Linked DNA regions of Gossypium arboreum: region 1 is linked to region 2. Evidence: chromatin contacts called from public Hi-C data. All regions are on one chromosome and are shown on one strand. Each heading gives the region's core, a stretch centred on a gene start, on an enhancer-like site or on the middle of the called end of the contact. The rest is flanking DNA. Distances are from core to core; before and after follow the strand shown.

Region 1 (3,757 bases), core at 634-3,133, 180 kb before region 2:
CAGACATAAACCAGAAGAATTAAAATCTAAGAGACAAAAAATACAGAAATTTGTGAACCTTGAACTCTCTTTTCTGTTCTCTGGTTGATGGTAGAGTACCTCCATGGCTTGTCTTCCACTCATCGGCCATCTTGACAAGGATGACAACATATGGTATGTGTTTATGAGCAACAGGATCTTGCACATTTAGGTCAATAGCTTCAGCAAACCTATCATATGTAAATGCCAGTCAGAACTCCAATCAAGGAAAACAAAGCATATAAGCTTATAGGTTCAAAAAATACTCAAATATTTTGCAAAAGCAAATTAGAGGTAAAAGAATTAAGAAAAGGGACATCATTGCATAAAATATAAAAATCCTTTGAGGACAAAATATGAACTGAGAAAGAGTAGAACATTAATCAAAATAGGAAAGGAAAATAAATGATCGATACCCTCTCAACTCAGGCCATGGATTATTTAACCGAAGGTCATCTAGAAAATGGTCAGGCTTTGATTCAATTACAGTGTGTTCCTGCCACAAGCAAAACTTGATCATCATTTCGAGATATTTCCTTTGCCTGTTACCTATATACTAAACTCTTGAAAAATATTAAATAACCATCCATTTCCTCTAGGCCTATATAAGTTCAAACGATTTTCAAGATTTGTTCTTGCTGATATTCAGCTTTATCAGTGAGATATTGATGTCACCATGGTGAGATAGTCAATGCCAAGAACATGTTACCTTCACACTGATTCGAACTAAACCTGTTAGGCCGTAGGAGCGAGCAAAAATCAACATCACATTTTCTTGTCTACAAATTCTATCAAGCTTCACCATAGATTCTTCCACCAGCTGAAACAACAACATAGTTGAAAGGAACAAGTTCATAAGGAAACATAGAATCAAATAGCTCTTCTAAGAAACAAAGCATCGCAAAGTTAGGAATAAATCCATCTTAATTCCAAATAGGCTTTGCACACATAGACAACAATGAAACCAAACTTAAACAATAAACTTTTGAAGTAACCACTCGCGGCCTAAAAAGAGTACCTAACAGTGAAGTTCATCGGTGAAAGTTATGAAACGGAAAGATTCCTTACCTGAGTGGCAACAACTAAGGTAAACTGAGAAAAAAAAGAGGGGTTGGTGTCGATTAAAGCCTCGGGATACTCTTCAATAAACTTAGCTTTAACAGCATCGTTTAGCTCTTGGAGGAAGGAACAAACACATTTGGCTTTTGACTGACCAAGGCTTGAGTCATCCACTGACCCACAACAATTCCCAAAAAAGAAGTCAAGCTTAAAACCAAAAAACAAAAAAGACAATGAAAACATGAAAAGGAAAAGGAAAACATATTGAAACTTACCCATAAAATTGTTTCCAAGGTCGCCGAATTCAACCTTAGATCCATCGACTATAGTAATGCTTCCGACACCACCAAGGACAAGATTCTTCAAAGTCTCAGAACCAGTTGGCCCACAATTTAGTAAACATATGCTCGCTTTCTCTAGAGCTGCTTGCCCTTGTTCACCCCAGATCCTTCCAATTTTTTTCAAAGAAAAGAAAGTTGTTGATATTGCAAATAGGCAAAGAAACTTAAAGTATTCCCGAGGAAAAATATATTAGGACTTGAATTCTTCAAAGCATTTCTCACCCTTCGGCAGAGATGGAAAATCTCATAAAGAAGAACAAAGAAAAAGGAACATAATTGAGAGGTTACCTGAGCTGCCGATCGTATTTGGTTTTAGGCTCCGCCATTGTTAGCTTCAATTTGCTTCTTCGCTTCCTTACTACGCAGTGCGCATAGACCACGCACCGGTCTGTCTATGTATGTTTTAATGACACAAAGGTGAGGATATTGAAACGCGTCGTTTAGATTGGCATACCAAAATTTGCTATATGCTGTTTTTTGGTAAACAGACCTTTTTCATCCCTCTTAATTTGATTGAGCAAATTAAAAATTTAACCAATTTAATCCCTATCAATTTTAAGAGAGAGCAACTAAGTACAATTAATCATAAAGTTAATGTCTCCCATCAACTTTACATAATTTTTATTGTTATGATAATAAATTTAGCCTTCATTGTTTATATATTATGTCATTTTGGACTTAATTCTAAAAATTTAACAAATTCAGCCTCAATATTTATAAATTTACACAAATGTTGTAGGATAAATTTATTAAATTAGAACCAAATTAACGGAATGTGTAAACTTTGCAAGCTAAATTTGTTATTATACTAATCAAAATCATGTACAATTGATTAAAAACATTAACTTGTAATTAATTGTCCTTAGTTACTCACTTTCAAAATTTATAAGGATTAATTTGATCTAATTTTTTTGAGAGAGACCAATTTTCTCAATTCCAAAACTAAGAGAGACCGGAGAGATCTTTTTGCCGTTTTTTTAAAAAATATGTCGTAGGTTCATGTACTATTTACACAAATGGAATTTAGTCCTCTATTTTAATTTCTAGAAATTTACTCATCCATTTTTTTATTTCAAAATTCAGGTCTAATTGTTAATACAATTAATTTTTTTGATAAATTTATTGGTGTGATATTTTAAAATAAAAACACTCACATAGTAGCAATGTAACTAAACAAATGACATTGTAATTAATCTCAATTTAATAAAATAACTCTAATAATGTTAATAGTTAGACCTGAATTTTAAAATATGAAAATTAAAGGGATTAAATTCATAAAAATAAAAGTATAGAGTATAAATTTCAAATTAACGAAGAGCACAAAGAACTATGGCATTTTTTAGGTCAATTATAAAAATAGTCACCCAACTATTAGCTGTTTTTGTTTTAGTCATTTAAGTTTTAAATTTTCTATTTTAGTCACTAACATTATTGAATAATGTTTTCGACATAATGGCTGTGAATGTTTCACTGCATGCAATTATGTTGGCCACTATAATAATAGTCAAATCAAACAAAATAAGCCCACATGAGACTTCAAATTTAAACTAAAAGAAATTGAATAAAGGTAAATCCATCTCAAGATATCTGAGTACTCTATTAATATTTAGACAAAAATATTAACTTGGAAGTGATATTTTGGCGTAGTAATCAAACACAGGCAATAAGAACATATTGAATAATAAAACTTCATTTGGGTTGATTTATTACTTACATGCAAAATTGAATAATTGTCACATATTTATTACCAAAATTGCATGTGTAATTTTATTAAATATTAACCTCCTTTGGGTGGATCAATATTAACATGATTTAACTTGCATACACACAACTTTTTATATTTTAAAACAAAATAATTTCAAAAGAGAGGTAACTTTGGCATCTTATTATTTCAACTAAGTTGTTTTATATATATATATATTTATTTATATAAACATATCAATATCTAAATTTTATGTTTCCATAACAGTTAAAGGTCAAAATTAAATTTTTTTATTAAGCTACAATTTTCGAAATAATACTTTTTTTTTTGTGAAAAAAACAAACAAAACATATTAAACAGTTATAATAGGAAAGTTTGAAACTCTATCAATTTTCAACAAACACCGCTATCTCTTCTAGAATTTTTGCAAATACTTGTAAAGCTGAATTATCTTCTAAAGCCATTTTTGCAAGACTGTCCACAACTTGATTCCTCTATATGGGAAATGCTTGATTTCCCATTGCTCCAAAGTTTGTAAGATCATGTGAATTCTTCTAACCAAGGCTAAAGTTAATTCATTCGTATGAATATCTTGAAGAACTTTGACCACTTCCAAATTATCAATGTGAATGGAAAT
Region 2 (3,939 bases), core at 527-3,026:
AATAACTAATGATGTAGTTTACCCAATTTTAAATTATTAATTTAATATTTTAAATTATTAATTGATAATATAATATCAAAAATTTTTAAATTTTGTTATACGGAGTCTTAAAAGTTGTCCTTTTGGAGAATGTCGCATTATAAGGTTCTTTAATTGAAGCAATAAAATGATGTTTAGTGACGTCTATTAAGTCATTGATTATATATGCTTAGGGTTAGATCTCTTCAATTATTAATTGGATACTTAGTCACTATTATTTTTCTTCTGTATCCAACGCTTAGATATATCTTCAATTGTATAGAAATGAAATCTTTTCATTAAAGAAATCATTCTATAAATTTGAATTTAAATTTTAATATATACAATCATTTTCTCTATTTCACCCTTTAAGATGATAAAATTGCCCCATCATTTATATTTTTTTGCAATTTGGCTCTTAACTTCTGTCCCAACCTTTAGATTTCGAATAAGATTATTTATTTTCTAAAAAAAAACAATGATGATATTATATGGTAGTGTGAAAATTTTTAATTCGCGTGGTTAAAATGATACCATTTTAGAGATTGGAAATTTTATTTAATATGGGTAACAAATTACAAATAAATACATAAAAATAAAGAAAAAAACTAATATAATAAAAATTCCAAAGGAATGAGATTGAGTCATGTAAGCTGACAGAGCTCTGCCATTTTCTGAGGGCGTGTCAACAGGTGAATGTTTTACCATATATATTATAAAGAATAAATTAAATAAATAATTTTTCATTTCCATGTTTGTCGTTTCTTTTTTTTCAATACATACAGCTTAATATGAGTTATTATGGACATTGTAGTGCACCTAAAGTTTGATAAAAACTTTATTTATGTATCTATTGTATTGCTCTGTTGTAACGGTGGTGAGGAATCCACATCATTCGAGGATCATTTCAATAAGAAAGTTAGGTTTAAGGAAGGGAGCAGTGAAGAGAGTGTTGATATGGTTGTGGTTCTTGAACCAACGCTGACTTTATCTTAGAAGGGTAAGCTTTTAGGGGAAGGATCAGCTAGTTCGGGTATGAGGGAAAGCATTGCTAAGGCTGAAACGGATAAAGAGTTTGTGTTACTCAAAGGCAATGTGGTTAAATCCACTGTTAACAGGATCTCGACACTCAATTTCTCAGATTGTATTAAAGAGATCCTCTTCAAATAAATGGAGAAGATGGTAGTATTCAAACTGCTAGGTCGAAGCATTGGTTATGCATCCCTTCATAATAGAATTAGCAGTTTGTGGAGACCAAACCCTTTAATCTTATGGATATAGAGAATGGGTACTTTCTGGCTAAGTTTCAGAGTACCGACGATTATGACAGAGTTCTATCTCAAGGATCGTGGATTATTTACAGTCAATATCTGACCGTCCAACCTTGGACCAAGGACTTTATCCTGATATAGCCATATCAATCAATGGTAATGGCTTGGATTAGCCTATCGAGCCTTCCAGGATACATGTACAAGAGAGCAATTTTAAAAGCAATCGGTAGCACGATCGATAAGGTAGCAAAAATAGATTTTTAAACCGACAGGAAGACTAAAGGACATTTCGCGAGGATAGCTATATACATCAACCTTTAAAGGCCACTTGTTTCATAGGTTTTAGTGAATGGAGAAATCCAAAAAGTAGAGTTTGAATCATTACCCACTATCTGCTTTTCATGTGGTAAGTATGGACACACAAAAGAAATGTCTCCGTTGGCGTTGATGAATCTTAACCAGGGGAAAGAAGATAAGCAGAAGGCGACCGATTCAAGTGAGATTGAAAATCAGATTGGAGGAGCGCCGAGAGTAGAGTCTAGGCCTTGGATGTTGGTAGAATGGAAATCTCAGCATAATCAAATAGATTTTCAAGTTAACAAGGATGGGATTTCAGGCAATACAAGGTTGGGTTCAAGATTTGCAACTTTAAATAGGGAAGGAGATTTTGAAGAGACTGTAGGAGGGTCTGTTGAGGAATTTTCGAGGCAAAGGTTTATTACTAAGGAAACCTTGAATAATAAAGGGAAAGGTGCAAGGGTTCAGGAAAATTATAAGAATAAATTGGCATTGAAAGCTGGAGTTGACCTTTTGACAGTTTTGGGCTTGGAAAAAAAAATGGGCCTACCACTAAGCTTGGGGTGTCTATTGGAATGGAAACTAGATTGGGCTGCTTGCAAGGTAGACCATCAAGCAAGGGTACTAGGAAGCATCGATGAATGAATTTGAACCAGACCATGGAGGTTCAGCACATAAAGGTATGGATTTTTTAAACCCAAATTTCTCAAATTTTATTTCTGTTTTAGAAGTTGGGCACGCGTCGATTTCTAGCAAGGATTTTACTTCGGGTTTTGGCACAAACAACATAAATTCGCCGAAAGGAGATTTGACAGATGGTTCTTGCATTAATTCAAAACTTCCCTCTATTCAGACGTTAACCATTACAGATTTTAATCCCACATTTGAAGAAAATTGTAGAACGATGGTCACTTTAAATGGCTCGGTTCTAGATCTAGTGAAGCATTTAGCTATCACATTCAAATAAAATTTTGAGCCCAACAAAGATGATGTTTCAAGTAGAACTATTAAAGCTTATGGAGGAAGTGGTAAAGTTGGTCCTAAAAATAAAATAATCAAAGACGGATCAGTTCGTATCAATCGAAAACTCAACCAAATCGTTAAAGATCGAAGGGATCATTTTAAATTATTAATAATGCTCGTGTGTCATTATCGATTCTTTGAAATCCGTGGTTGATTTAATTAAAGCCCAACTGAGTAGTGAGGAGGGACGTGATTCGTCAATTTCTGACGAAAAGTGTTTGAAGGAGGTCGAGTCCTCTGAACAGTAAGTATGCTCCCTAATTTTTATTTTTATTTTTATGGACTTGTCTATTTTTTCATGGAACTTTTAGGGGCCTGCCAACATCAATTTTCCCAGGATTGTCTGCGAATACAACAGAGAATATATGTTTGATATTGTCAGTCTCTTGAGACAAGGGTTAGTGTAAAGCAAATAAAATTATCACTAGTTTGGGTTTTCAGTATTCTCACAGGGTGGAGGCTATAGGTTTCTTTGGTGGTATTTGGGTTGGTTAGAATGATTTAGTTTCATTAGAAGTAATACGGATTCATCCTCAATTTATTTGTGTCCGGGTTCATAAAAGAGCTAATTCTCCTGACTTTTTTATAGTGTTTGTTTATGGTAGTCTTGATAGATAGAAAAGGAAGAAATTCTGTGTAACACCCTATACCTGGCTCGGTCACCGAGCATAACCACTAGGACGCTACACTACCATCTCACTTCATATTCATCACAAACAGTCACATTGTTACACATGCATCTTTTTTTTCTTTATTTAATATAATATAATAGCATTCACATGAAACGTAAGTCATACATGCTCTTACAAGGTTGAATTATGTTAAACATTCATTGATTAATCATAAAATTAGTACTAAGCATGCATTAGGACCATTTGGAAAAATTCCCAAAATTGTTACGTAGGTATCAATACTAGAAGAGTAATATCAATAATTTTGTCAAATGGTTTTAATACCGCTTGGAAAATCAATACCAAATTAGCTTACTATTTCTTGACTTAAAAACCCAACTTTCGGAAAATATCAGTACCACTGGAAAAGTATTGATAATTTTGCCCCGAGTATCGATACTCATGATAAAATATAGATACAAATCTACAAAACTGTATCTTGTACTTTCAAAAATCACAGAGGTATCGTTTTTAAATCTCAAATATCGATACCTCTATTCCAGACCATAAAAACATAGCATTCATCATCACATAGTTCATTCCAAGTAGGTTCTAAATATCATGCATCAATTGTCTCATATAATAAACACCCAGATGTCTCAAATAACAGTCCTAAAACACCATATTTAAAGTCCCCAAATTACCAAGCACAATAGGCA

Evidence for each region. Hi-C and Micro-C count contacts between places; a contact is called where the count stands out from the background.
Region 1: a Hi-C map of leaf shows a contact between it and region 2, with 3 times the contacts expected there. The contact joins the promoter of LOC108465133 here to the enhancer-like site in region 2. A contact is called at or near these places in 2 of 5 Hi-C or Micro-C datasets (both in leaf).

The regions. Positions count from the first base shown.
Region 1 is chr3:41,464,270-41,468,026 of ASM2569848v2, reverse strand. It overlaps LOC108465133 (NEDD8-activating enzyme E1 regulatory subunit AXR1), which reads right to left and starts at 1,883. Exons shown (of 14, transcript XM_017765449.2): 1 at 1,707-1,883; 2 at 1,353-1,525; 3 at 1,087-1,250; 4 at 728-838; 5 at 435-514; 6 at 59-209. The coding sequence starts at 1,744. All of the region lies in intron 1 of LOC128290317 (a long non-coding RNA gene), which reads right to left.
Region 2 is chr3:41,282,813-41,286,751 of ASM2569848v2, reverse strand. No RefSeq gene overlaps it. Among protein-coding and RNA genes, the nearest start is that of LOC128290334, 7.7 kb to the left of the region's middle. Within about 2 kb of position 1,776, at least 2 of the 2 cell types and tissues checked have an H3K27ac peak or open chromatin away from gene starts, as enhancers often do. A contact at or near this core is called in leaf, where this site is marked.